3 separate regions of the Mus musculus genome follow, and all the other regions are linked to region 1. A link is a contact called in public Micro-C and promoter capture Hi-C data. All regions are on one chromosome and are shown on one strand. Each heading gives the region's core, a stretch centred on a gene start, on an enhancer-like site or on the middle of the called end of the contact. The rest is flanking DNA. Distances are from core to core; before and after follow the strand shown.

Region 1 (4,499 bases), core at 1,240-3,739:
GCTGACCAGGTAGGGTGGAGGCTTTCCCTTCCCGCAGCCGCTTCATCACCCACCCACCCTCCGCAGCAGCCCCGACGCTCATGCTGCCCATTTGTTGCCTACGCTGCTGCATCCCTATTAGGAGCATTAGCCAGCCGGGCGGCTCCGGTTACAGACGTCTGAATGACAAAGTGCCTCCATTACCGGCGCGGCCGGCCAGCAGACTCTGGTTGCGCTCTGGTTTCAGAACTCTCGCAGCGGCGCAGGAAGAGGCTCGGTCCGCGGCGGAACACAGAACCGGCTCTAACTGAATAACCTGGGGAAAGCAGAGATGGAAAACAGAGCCATAGGGGCTCAAGTCCAAAGGTTCTGTCAAGGTTCAGTGGCCACGCCCTCACCCCTCCAGGATCAGAACTACGCAGCGCCCCAGGCCCTCTTCCCTAGCCAACCATAACAAGGACCAAGAAGCACCTCTAACCAGAAGCGTTAGTTAGCAAACACTCTTGCAGTCACTCCCAAGTCCCCGGAGGACGCCACAAGGACTGACAGCTCCAGGGAACCATGTTTGGGCTTGAGAAGGGTTTTCCATCCGCTTGCCTCCATATCTCACCTCCTGCCTATCCTTTGGAATGGTGTCACCCATATCCCTACTGTGAAACGAAGCGAACCAGCTGCCGCCCCCTCCCCACCTGCGCGCGCCCAGGGAGTTCAGAGCTGGAACGAGGTGACCATCCAGCCACACGACTCTGGCTTGAGATCGTGACCAACTTGCTTAAACTTCGAAGTCCCTGCCTCCTTATCAGTAAGATGGAGATGGGGGGGGGGGGTGTACAGTGCTCGGATGTGGAAAGGGTGGAGGGAAGAGTGAGGAGAGGACGTCACTTTCATTGCCAACCTTCCTTAAGATCTGGTCAGAAATACCCAGAGTACTCAGGTTCATAGAAGGAGGACCTAATGACCTTAGCCGGAGTTGGTGTCTCCGAACAGCAATCCGACAAGAATCCCAGGCATCCAAGTGGCCCCTGTCTCATTTGAGAAGCGTTCATTGACTTTCACCGAAAGCCTGGCCAGGTGTGGGCGGGATGATGATCCTATTAAGTTCTGGACCGGAAGGAGCACGGAGGGCTCAGGGCCCGTGGCGGCTTAACTTAGAAGGGACTCAGTGCGCAGCCCAAGGCGCGCACGCAGCTCCCAACAGCAATCCCTCGCCCGCAGTGCCCCCTGCGGGTCGCCTGGGGTTTTGCATCCCCTAGCTGTGCGCTGCCGGAACCATCACAGCCTTGAGAGTCCCAGCGCTCCGCATCTCGAGAGCTGGCCGGCGTTTAATAGGGTAGGGGGATGCCCCGGCTCTGTCTCTCCGGGTCCACTGAGTTGCTTCAAACCACGTGAAAGGTTTGTCAAGGAACTACCCTAGAAGCGGATTTGCCATAGTGAAGTGAGCGCTCTCTTCCCTGCCTGGGATGCCCAGACGCAATTCCCGGACTGGGCGAGGCCGCTAGAAAGAGCGCTAGAACCCACGCGGGAAACGTCTGTGACTGGGCTGTCCTCATCGCATCGTCCTTGAGTAGACAGACAGGCGGGGCCCCGAGCACTTTAGGGTATGCACCTTCTTTCCATTTCTCTATCTCTTTTGTGGTTGTCTCTTTTCTGCCCTCCATAAAGCCCACTTCTCTCTCTTCAACCTCTCTGCCACTCCCGAATCGCTCCTTTCGATGCCCCTCCCCCCCATTGTCTGGCCGGTCCCCATTGTCCATACTGGGTCCCCTCTGCCTCCAGTCCCTCCAGCTGCCTCCCGCATTGTTCCGTCTCTAGCCCCTCACATCTTTAGTGCCGATCTCTTTCCCTTCCTTCTCTCTGCCCTACAACTCCCCAGGGACTAAGATGCTAAAGAGAAAACTCCCCTCGGGATCCCAAAATTCACACGCTGTCGTCAAAAGAACCCAGGCGCCCGAGATTCCCAAACCTCCCTCCACCCCACTCGAGACTGCTCCCAGTCTCCTACACCGCACCCGTCGTAGTGCTCAAGAACCAGCAGCAGCAAGCAGAACCAAGAACGGGTGTCGTTGCAACAGTCCTGTCTGCATCTCTATCCTGGGACTGGGTCGCCTCTGCGCTCTGAAAGTCCTAGAAGCTAGGAGCGCCCCTGTGGGTCATGATCCCGCAGCTCCTCCGCCACCCGTTGCCAGCATCTGGGACCTTAACGTCTTATTCTGTTCCCTGGGTGGTGGCACCCACATCCCCTTGGGGTTCAGCTCTTTGAAAAGGTTAACGGAGGTCCCTCCTACTAATCACTTACCCCTAGAAGCAGCAGCAGCAGCAGCAGCAGGCGCAGCCGGTCCATGGCGCTGCAGGCAGCACCTGCCCTCCTCATTGCTCGCCTCCGGCGACAGCGCTCAGCTTCTAGCTCAGTCCGCTCTGCGGACCGATGGTGCTGCGCGCTGAGCTGAGCTGCGCTGCGCTGCGCTCCAGCGCCCGCTGCCCGCCGGAGCTGGCGGAGGCTCCACTCGCTCTGGCTGCTAGCGGGCGGGAGCAGCTGGGTGAAGGCAATGCAGCAGCCCCGCCTCCTCCCCGCCCAGCCCGCCCAACTCCCCCCCCCCCCCAACCCCTCCGGAACCGCGCCCGCCCGGCTGCCTAGGGTGGGGAGTCCAGAGCAGTCAAGTGAGGCGTGAGAGGAGCCGCACCCGTGTGCCCCGCTGTGGCTTCTCAGTGGGCTGCCCCACGTACCCAGGGCACCTCCGGTTATGCTGAGCATAAGATGCTTCGGATCCAACGGGGGCCATTGCTCTCCTACTGATGAAGCCTGCCTCGGGGTTAACTCTCTTAAACATCTTTAGCCTAATTGCCTACCTAGCCCTTATTCCGAAAATGAGGCTGCCCTCCTTTTATGGTTGGATACACACCTTATTCCATTCTCTCTCTGTTCCAACTTGTGGAGGGATATGTTCCTTGGGGCCTTCAAGGTGAAATCTATCCCAATATCATAATTTGGGATATCTGTCTGACACTGTTTCTCTGTCTCTGTCTCTGTCTCTCTGTCCCTGTCTCCCCCTCTCCTACACACACACACACATACACACACACACACATGATAGAACCTAGGACCACACACACACACACACACACACACACACACACATGATAGAACCTAGGACCACACACACACACATGCTAAGCAAGCATTGTATCACAGAACTCTATCTCCAGCCTTTCATGAGCTTGAATGAGTCACAGGTGTGCACATAAACCCCAGGAATACACAAACACACTCTCAAGTGCACCTGTACGTGTGTGTGTTGACGTACTGACATCTGCCTATACCGTCCCTCAGGCATTCATATAGACCTGCTCATCCTACAAGGGCTCCTAACACAGACCAGACATACATCAATGCACACAGGCTGACATTCACATATACACTCCTACACACTCACATGTGTGCACTGCACAGTGGTAGTCACACAAGCCCACATCTGTATTTTGCCCTCAAATGCACACACACACACACACACACACACACACACACACACACACACACACAGAGTATACAGACAACACACAAACATGATTACATGAGTTTGTGAGTTTCCTACGGGCAGGGACAGTAGTGTCTTCTCTGACCACCCAAGTGTTCAGTCATGGAGGGGATTCAAGGGGAGAGCTGTTGAATGGATTCAACATCCACAGACTCATCCGTGAGCTGTGTAGGCCTTCTGAGGATCACACTGGCCATGCTCTAGAAGCGTGGCACATCAAACCACCTGTATGCCAAGGAATGTGCAGTCAGTCTTTCAGAAGAAACACCGCCCCGCCCTTCTCTGGTTCCCAGACATCGAAGGCCCTGGTACAGAACTGTGTGGGGACAGTCTATCCCAGCACCAGATGTTAGCTATGTCTGGACTCCAGTTCCTCTTCAAAAAAATACAGTCCCAAAATAATAGAAACAAGGGACAGACCAAGAGCATTTATAAAGCAGGCCTGCTCATGAGTAGGTGATTTCCTAGGTCACTTAAACTTAATTGCAGGAAAAAAAAAAAAACCTATCCTATGTAGCCAATAAAGGCCAGCAGACAGTCCCCAGGAAGGACGGGTAGACATCACTGTGGCTTTGAGAATTCATGTTCATGAGCCACCATGGCTGGATGTAAGAGTCTAGGCAGAAAGCAGGACCTCAGAAGTCCCTGGGGAGTCCTTCCGCCTGGACAGAGATTACTTCTAAGATGTCCCCTCCCCCAACGCTTTTACAGACCTGCCTTACTCTCTGCTGAATTCATGGGAGGCAGGAAGGGGGAGCATTAGCACTTCCAGAAGCATTGAGCTGCTTACTACCAGGCTACCGACAGTGTGGCATTAATTTAAATACTCCCGTTATTAATTTATGATCCCAGTTACTATTATTGCCAAGGTTATCCATCTCAACACAATTTAATACGACCCACACCACCATGGCTGGGCCTGGGTTATTAATAATTTCCATGGTCTTGATCATTTAAGCCTTACTCCAACAATTACAAACAGCAATT
Region 2 (4,499 bases), core at 997-3,496, 250 kb before region 1:
GAAGTCCTGTGTCTGCCAAAGGATCTTGGGCAAGCAGTTGAGCCACTGTGACCTAACCTCCTGTAGAGGTTCACTAAGACAATCATATTTGCATTTTGTACATTCCATGGCTATAGTGAGAGTTAGATAACACGATGATGTGTAAGCTGCAAAGCACTAGACAGATGTTGGCACACCAGCCAGATACATGTCATTGTAGAAAAAAGTTCATGAAACGTTTTATAAGCATAGAGATCAAGCAAGGCTCAGATCTGGAGTCAGCCTCCAGGGTAACCCCGAGCATGGGGCTTCTTTCCAAAGACTCAGTAAAGAGGGCATAGTAGCCACCTCTCACTTTCAGTCATAATGGATGAATGAAATAGTATGCAAAGTACTTGATATGTATCTGGCATGCAGGAAGGGATTCATTGAATATTAGGGCTATTGCTGTTGGTTTTCTCAGTGAGGCTGTGAGACCCAGGGGTGGAATACGCCTTGATAAAGGCAGAGATCTGAAGTGTATGAGAATGTTGAGCTAATTGAAATTGAGAATTCAATCTGCTTCCCTCATTTCCCTCCATAGCCGGAATCAAACCTAAAGCTTTGAGCATTCCAGGCAGGTATTGGCCCACTGACCTCCATCCCCAGCCATCAGATGTACTTTTTAAAGCTGAGCTAGCCTGAGAATGGCTGAGTTTTAATTCCAACCACCAGGTCTTATTCATCCCTATCAGGCATTTAGTAAGACTGTCGTCCTCATGGAAAAAAAAGAGTACTATTTTCTTCCATCACAAACAATCTATATGTCAGAGCTTGAAGCAAATCGTTCAAACATGAAAGTAGTGTCTTTGCAGAGAAAAATCTTTTCACAGTATGTTCCTTTGCCTCCATGTTCTGTGTTCTGGTCTGATTTTAATATTCAGCCAACTGTTGCATTCCCACTCTGAGCGTTATCTGCTTTCAGTATTGGATCCCAAGGTACTCTCGCAGCACGCACACCCAGTTTACTCCCTTTCCTCTGATTAGTAAGTGTGGCTTCAAGGGAATACCTTTAAAAAAAATACTAAACTCGGTAGAGACTGAAATAGAAAGACAAATCGGTAGCAAGGTCAAAATTAGAATTCATAACTAAATATAAATCTAGAGGGAATTATCCAATTACTTGGATGGTCCCTTCTCACAGACAGTCCAGCGTTAATTGGCTCTGTTTCTTTTCCATATATAGAACAAAGTAGCAAGAGTAATGGATTTTTTTTTTTTGAGATGCATTGTTTTAATAGTATCTTAAATACTGCTTTTTCTTTTTTCCGAAAATGTGTTCACATATACATAGCATATAATTTTCACAGCTTGCCAGTATTCTCTTTGGGGACCATCTGGTCTTTGACTTGTAGGTCAGAGAGCAACTGAGCTGGAAAGACAAAGATTTCCTAGTGGAGTCACTATCAAACTTGATCAGATTTATCATTTACTTTGTTTTGCTAGGTACACTTACAATGGATGGTTCTGAAGGGAAATTCCCAGCTCCCTTTTAAAGGCTCAAGTTAATTTACAGACTAACAGCTGTTTTTATTGAGATTGGACCAGCTTCAGGAAGGGACTTGGAAACGTAGAAGACAAATGAGTGTCATGTGAGGCGAGGTAGCCATTAAATGTACGAATTTAATGCAAAGCTCATGCAAATGATAGGCAAACCTTCTATAAATTTATCGAATCTCAGTTTGGAGTTTGTCAGCTGCAGTGAAATCTCATGAGAATTGAAAACTAATGTTTTTTAGTTAAACTAAATGTAATGGCTTTTGAAGTTAGGCATTCTCAGTCCCATTGAAACTGCTTAGAGTTTGACACTACCACCTTTAAAGATTTCAGTAGTGTTTGATTCCAGTCCACATCCAGCCCCGCCCCCTGCACAGCCTGACATCACATGGCATATATTTGCATACTACCTGGGACTGGGTGTGACGATCCTCCCCTTTGAACCTTCTCATTGGCAGTGCTGAAGAACCAGCCCTCTACTGGAAGGTCCAATCGGCAGCCTTAAGGACATTAAAAAAAAAAAAAAAAAAGAAAAGAAGAAAATCAGGAGGGTGGGGGTCTTGACTTGATGGCTGAGCACATGGACCAATCATCCTCGGAAACAGAAGAGCCCCGCCATGGATTGGTTGAGGGGGAGGTCCTGGGACTCTGTAGGCCAATTAGAACTCTGGGCCGAGGGGGCCGGTCCGCGCCCGTAGGGCAGATAAGTAGCGGCCGCGGGGGTTGGGGGCAGTGTGGGGCTCGCCGTGGGGGTGAGGCGGCAGGTAGCCGGGTGGGCCATGTCCGGGGCCGCAGCGGGCGGCCGAGGCGGAGGTTCCTGGGGGCCGGGGCGCGGAGGGGCGGGGGGTCTCCGGCGGGGCTGCTCTCCACCGGCGCCCGCTGGCTCCCCCCGGGTCGGTCTGCAGCCACTCAGGGCTACGGTCCCCTTCCAGCTGCAGCAGCCTCACCAGCGCCGGGACGGGGGTGGCCGCGCAGGTGAGCCGGGTCCGGAGCGGGTGCTGGGGCGACGGGCTGGAGAGTACTAGAAGTAGATGGGAGGTGAGAGAAGAGAAAAAGGGGCGCTCAGAGTTCGCGAGGGCGGAGGGAGCGAAGGCGAGCAGCTGCGAACCTGCGGTGCAACTCCGGGACGGGGTGCCGGGTGCATGGGCCGGGGACCAGAGGGGAGGGACCTGGCAGATGGAAGCTAGCTTTGGGGGGGCGTAACCGAAAAGTGGTCCGAAGTGTCCGCCCGGGCGGTGTGAGAAGTGCTAGAGTGCGTGCAAGGAGTGTTGTGGGCGTCCGGAGTCGAGGGCTTCACTGGGAGCCAGAACCGGTGGGCGCTGGACGCCTGCTCAGTGAGGGGGAGGGGCATGGAAGAGAGCCGGGTGGAGCCATGTGTTACTTCTCCTGCTTGAGTTTGGCCCCAGCGTCTCTCTCTATGGCTCTCGAGTTCCTTTCTTCACCACTTCACGTGCGCTTTCACATTATGCTTCTTCCAGGAGATGATTTGAACTCAGCCCGTTGGAATAAGTTAGTTTAACGGCTTTTACTTCGGTGCAAACATACCTCTGTTACCGATTTTCTACATTCCTCTCGGGGTAGCCCCGAAGTTGAATGTTCCCATATCTCTGACTTGCTTAACATGGCTGTCTCTTTCCAGTTATTCTGTGCGTGTGTGCTTATGTACAGGAGTTGGGCAGTTTGCATCCTACTTCTTGCCTCCTCCGAAGGTGTTTTGCCCTGAGCATTCCCAGCCAACGTGGCAGTGGAGTGCTTACAATCAAGTATGCTGTGTTAAATACCCCACTTTCTGAACAGCGCCGAAGCAGTTTCTTAATAGCAGCTTGATGTGGTGGGTGTGGGGAAACTAGGGTGGAGCAAATTTAACCTTGCTTTCACACTTAAGGCTGTGATGGGACCCACAATTGCAGGCCCTTTGGAACGGAAAGGGAACCTACTTGCATGAGGAGGTTGGCAGTAAGTTAAAAGTGAAGTTTGCGTTTGATTCACACCAGATGTGAAAGGATCATTGCACACTTCCTAAGTCTAAGTTTGTACCAAATGTACAGAAGCTATGGTCCCTGCCATCCTACTGTGACAGTCCCTACACCAGTCTCTTGTGCTTTCTGCAGATGACTAAGCTTGGACATTGCATATCCTCTTCCTGAAGGTATTCTGTTACAGGAGTCTTGCTAGATAGGAATGGGATTCATCGGGTCTTTGAGGTAGAAAGCCAAGTCTATTTGGACCTCACTGTATGTGCTAGTATCACATTCTGGAACGCAGAACTTGATCAAATCTGGTAGCAAGATGGTGACCAAGTAGTCAAAGTATGTGTAGAATCTGGTGGTATAGAAGAAGGCAATGCCCAGACAAACTCGTGCCTATCGTCAACTATAAAGCAAACCACAAGACTACAAACCTGTTGGTTTTGTTTGGGCTTCCTTGAAACCCAGGGAAGCTAGAGCAGCAAGCACCAGAACCTTCATCACTCTCGGGAGAAATTGACAGAAGCCTTGCCCGTGCAGTAGTTAGAAATTGTTTAGCCATCATTTTAAGAGCAGTTGTTTTGTGATCCCTACAGAGCTAGCATTAGAAGGGAGAACAGTGTGTGTGTGTGTGTGGGGGGGGGCTGTGCAAAGGGGATGAACATAGGCTAGCAAGCTTGGGTTTCATTACATGGCCAACTCCTTTTGCAGGGTCAGGGTCTCTAAAGGTACTGATGAAAACAGGAGAGCAGAGGTCTCTGTAACTTCAGGTGACTTAGAGAGATTGAATGGGTTCCTGCATTATGTATTTGGTTGGCCCATTGTTTCTTCACTTGTTAATATCCCAGACGTATTAAAGAGACATTTGCCTATGAGGTGGGATTATTGTTATGTTTTCAGTAGGAATGGAGGGGGAGAGTTGAAATAGTAGCTTGAACCTCTTGGTCTTCTTTGTGGCTAAGCATTAAAGGGAGGTGGGGGGCGTACCTGGGCTTTGACTTGGGACCTCACTCTATC
Region 3 (4,499 bases), core at 810-3,309, 160 kb after region 1:
CCTCCTGCTGGGAGCCACACGTGGGCAGAGCCATGCCAGGCTTTCTTCTGGTACTTGAGAGCTGTTGAATTTTATTAGAGCCTGAGCTATGTTGGATTTTAATAGAAAACTATCTCAGTGACACACACACAATGCTTCTTACCGTAAAGATAAAGAGTTCCTTTTAATTAACACTTATTTCTACATTTAGATGACGTTTGTGGGTAATGGCGAGTGCTTTGAATGCTGCTGGCATCCTGGCAGAGTAGCTTACTTAGGATGTAGCTGCTTCTTTGGCCCAAGGGGTTGTTTGATGAACCTTAGGTGCTTCAGCTGGCTTGTGGTGAGGAATACATATTTGATTTTGTTCTTGTGTGGAGACTATTTGTGCTAGCAAGTCCTTAGATAGTACCTGAGAGCAACTCTGTCCTCATACAGGTCGATTACTACAACTAGTATAGTATCTAGCAGATGGGAAACACTTACCTGTTTAACAAGGATGTGACCAAGTGCTTTGTATAAATGCAAATCCTCTGATTATTTATAAACTAGAGAATTGGCCAGACCTTACAGTTGTGTAGTTTGCTGCTTGGCTCCCACTTTTTGCATTAATGGACAATTTAAGTGGACTATTATTAGTGGACTATTGTTGCTACAGTTTAGGATCGACAGTACCAGAGTCAGGTTAGAAGTAACCGTATTTATTGGTCTCTTTATGAGCCTCGTTGGTTACATGTTCTCTTCCCTAACAGTGTATTCGCTTTATGTAGAGCAGCTCAGCAGGGTCTGAGTGACTCCTGTTACCTGTTAAAGTTACATAGCAGTTCAGCGTCAAGTGTACTGAACAGTTTCTTACTAAGGTTATTTCGTAGCAAGATTTCACTCACTTCAGCCGAGTAGAACCAATATATTAAGAAAAAGCCATATCATTCATCCCAGGCCTCGGGGGGCAGAGGTAGGCAGAACTCTGTGAGACCAGGTGGCCTCGTCTGTACAACAAGTTCCAGGACAGCCCGGCTACATAGTGAGACCCTCATCTCAGGAGGAAGAAGGGGGAAAGTTAAGCTTTGCTTATTTTAATTAATTAAAAATTAGCCCCAAAGTTTTGCAGTAGGTACTAAGTAGATGCTGAATAATAAAAATGTCTCTGGTGCCCATCACATGACAGACATTCAGTAAATACTGTTTTCCTTCCTTTTGTCAACTCGACTATACAGGTCCTCCATTGTCATTTGTATGACTCAGCTGCAGGGTAGCTGGCAAAATAGCAGTATAAGCATGCTGCAAGCAGATTGTATGCCCGTCATTGTTTTTTCATGGATGGTTTTAGTTTTCTTAGAACCGTGCCGACCTGGTGGTGACTGATTCTCAGAATTTTGACTTCTCTGCAACTGACACATGAAAAGTCACCCAGTTGTAGCATGGCTGTGCACCAAGTGTCAACCGCCTCAGCGGTGCTCCCATAGCTGAGGCAAGTTATGGTGACGGTTCATTTATAATTATTAAAGGCCAGGTCGGTTTCCTTGTGTGGTTGTGCCAGTTAGCTGCTCTAGTTCTGTGGCCTGCAGTGCCCATGTGGCTGCCCTTGTGTGTGGGTTCTCACTCTGGTAGATGTGGTGGCTGATGCTGAAGGAAACTGCCAGTATGACTCCCTTGAGTGTTTCATGGCCTTTTGTATCATGAGACTGATACCAGCAGACCCTGCAGCATCCAGTGTGGCAGACATCATGTGGTAGTAGGTATTTCTTCATCAAACACATGCTGTCTGCTTTAAAGATAGTTTGGTGAATTTGACAGATATGGCTCTTGGTATGATAGAATTTACATTCTAACTGAAATTGGGGACTCATACAAGCCTGTAAAATAATATCCATTTCAAACCATTTGAGGAGAATAATGAATCAAAGTGTATGGAATGTAATGATTTTAAATTTTGTGTGTTGTGAGGAATTCCATGGCCTAAGAAGAATATGGTGATATAATTTTTTCCCTCATTTTTTTTTCTCTTTATAGACAAGATGCTCCAAGTCCCCTGCAGTTCTCTTCGAAAGAAGACGAGGAGTGCTCTGCGCCTGCCGTAAGAACAGCCCTTTTTGACTTAAGGTGGCGGTGGTGCTGTGACACAGGAAGAACTGCATGCAGGCTGCAGGAGTTTCTTATTCTCACTTCTTGAGTAGTTAGTTCTCCGTGGAGGGAGAAAGATTTGAGTCTTAATTGCCCTGTTTTCAAGGTGTTCTGTGTCGTCTGAACTGGGCCACTTCCTAATGAGCTACACAGCCAGTCCTTGTCCGGAGCTGGTTGAACCCTGTGCAGTGCATGCAGAAGGAATGGCCCAGGAAGAGAGCCATCGAAGTCAGGCGCCACCCACCTTCTACCATGGTGCCAGCCAGGAGCTCGACCTGTCCACCAAAGTGTATAAAAGGGAGTCTGGAAGCCCTTACTCTGTGCTAGCAGACACCAAGATGAGCAAACCACATCTCCACGAGACGGAGGAGCAGCCATATTTCAGGGAGCCAAGGGCAGTGTCTGATGTGCATACTGTCAAGGAAGACCGGGAGAATTCTGATGACACGGAAGAGGAGGAGGAAGTCTCTTACAAAAGGGAGCAGATCATAGTGGAGGTAAACCTTAATAACCAAACATTAAATGTCTCTAAAGGGGAAAAGGGTGTCTCTTCCCAGTCCAAAGAGACGCCTGTCCTTAAGACAAGCAGTGAGGAAGACGAGGAAGAGACTGAGGAGGAGGCCACAGATAACAGCAGTGACTACGGAGAGAACGGACGGCAGAAGAAAAAGGAGAAGCAAGTGGAGAGAGTCAGGGTTACACAGAGGCGAACCCGGAGAGCGGCCTCTGCTGCCGCAGCTACCACTTCCCCTGCACCCCGCACAACTCGAGGCCGTAGGAAAAGTGCAGAGCTACCCAAGAGGAAGAAGCGGGCCACCAAGGAGGCTAAAGCGCCAGTTCAGAAAGCTAAGTGTGAAGAGAAAGAGACTCTGACCTGTGAGAAGTGCCCCAGGGTGTTTAATACTCGCTGGTACCTGGAGAAGCACATGAACGTTACTCACAGGCGCATGCAGATCTGTGATAAATGTGGCAAGAAGTTTGTCCTGGAAAGTGAGCTGTCCCTTCACCAGCAAACAGACTGTGAAAAAAACATTCAGGTAGGTCTCACCAGCGGAGGGCAAAGTTTCCAGGCTAGGACCTGGCTGTTCAGAGTCATCTGGTGTCTGCCCAAGAGGATAGAGGCTGAAGGGACAGATTTCACCAATTATCACTTTAGACTCTGCTGCTTGGGTCTTTTCAAAACCAAGGCTTAATCCTGTCTTTCAAAAGCATTACACTTAACTGACGATGGATTAGTGAGAACCAGGTGCACTGGAAGGGGGATTGGTTATAGATGACTGACTGGGATGTAAAGTCAGCGCCGACTTTGCACTGAGAGTCTCTGTTGTGGGACCTGTGAGATAATTCATTCTGGCATCTTCTGTCACGGTGGGAGGTTTGCCGAGTGAGGGCCAGGAGTAGAGAAAGGTCCTTTCCAATTAGAAGGATGTCAGAGTCTAGTGCAGCTGATGGGGACAGAGACCATGACTCAGACCTGTGGAAATGGAAGATCTCCTTACACCCGTGGAGAGATGGCAACACTAAATGTGTCAAGAGGCAAGCCCGTGGGAATATGCAAACCTTAAACAGAGGCTGAGCTGTTTGAAAATGTTGCTTACCTGGCAGTAGGGTTACATAATAATGTTGCTGTACAGTGCTGCTGATGTAACAAAGCGTGCTATTCAAACCACTCTGGTGTCTTGGAAAGATTGTACTGTGACAGGTTAAGAGGTGTTGAATTTATTGCAGCTATATTGGTGTATGTATATGTTTGTGTATTAATGGATATTCATACATGGTAAGTCTGTTATGTGTCCATAAGATGTATATAATAATTACCATATTGAAGCTAACTTTAAAAGATAAATTGTTTTACTTTTGGTGTGGGAAGTTTAATTTTCTCTTTTAGACAATTGTTTTTAATCAATAACTGAATGCCTTTCTTTAAAGAGATTTTTGGTTTTTTTTATAAGCCACTGATTTAGCTTGTAAATCATGACATGATAGAGGTATGCTGGGTAAATAAAAGAGACTCTGGCCATGTTCTCCAGCAGGTGCCTGGGCAGAAGTTGGTTGCAGGGTCAGTCCAATGGAGCATGGTTCAGTGCTGCCCCCTAGAGGTCAAACTTGGATTTCATAGTGGCTCTTTACTGAAAAGGCATTCCTCATTTCTGTCTCTATGATCTGCTTATTTTGTGGGTTCCCTCCCTCCCTCCGTCCTCCCCCTCTTCTTCCTTTCTTCTTATTCTTTTTTTTTTTTTTTTTTTTTTTTAGCTTGAATTTGATTGAGTAACCAAAAACACCAGGTCTTGTTTGTAAGCTTCTGTGCTTCTCCTATCATAGCATGTTCACCCTTGTGCTTGTGTTGTGTGGGTTCTGCTGACTGAAAGCCGTGCAGACTCCTAGGCTGAAGAGAT

The links. Hi-C and Micro-C count contacts between places; a contact is called where the count stands out from the background. Capture Hi-C pulls out chosen DNA fragments and counts their contacts.
Region 2: a contact with region 1 is called in a promoter capture Hi-C map of adipose tissue. The contact joins the promoter of Fam117a here to the promoter of Ngfr in region 1. A contact is called at or near these places in 6 of 39 promoter capture datasets (cranial neural crest, hippocampal neurons, liver and 2 more) and 2 of 9 other capture datasets (adipose tissue and pancreatic islet).
Region 3: a Micro-C map of palatal mesenchyme shows a contact between it and region 1, with 3 times the contacts expected there. The contact joins the promoter of Zfp652 here to the promoter of Ngfr in region 1. A contact is called at or near these places in 3 of 39 promoter capture datasets (hippocampal neurons, liver and pre-B cells) and 9 of 484 Hi-C or Micro-C datasets (the G1E-ER4 cell line, LSK cells, the N1E-115 cell line and 5 more).

The regions. Positions count from the first base shown.
Region 1 is chr11:95,585,209-95,589,707 of GRCm38.p6, forward strand. Ngfr (nerve growth factor receptor (TNFR superfamily, member 16)) reads right to left here and starts at 2,490. Exons shown (of 6, transcript NM_033217.3): 1 at 2,276-2,490. The coding sequence starts at 2,350.
Region 2 is chr11:95,334,772-95,339,270 of GRCm38.p6, forward strand. It overlaps Fam117a (family with sequence similarity 117, member A), which reads left to right and starts at 2,247. Exons shown (of 8, transcript NM_172543.4): 1 at 2,247-2,490. The coding sequence starts at 2,295.
Region 3 is chr11:95,747,008-95,751,506 of GRCm38.p6, forward strand. Zfp652 (zinc finger protein 652) reads left to right here and starts at 2,060. Exons shown (of 5, transcript NM_201609.2): 1 at 2,060-3,140. The coding sequence starts at 2,244.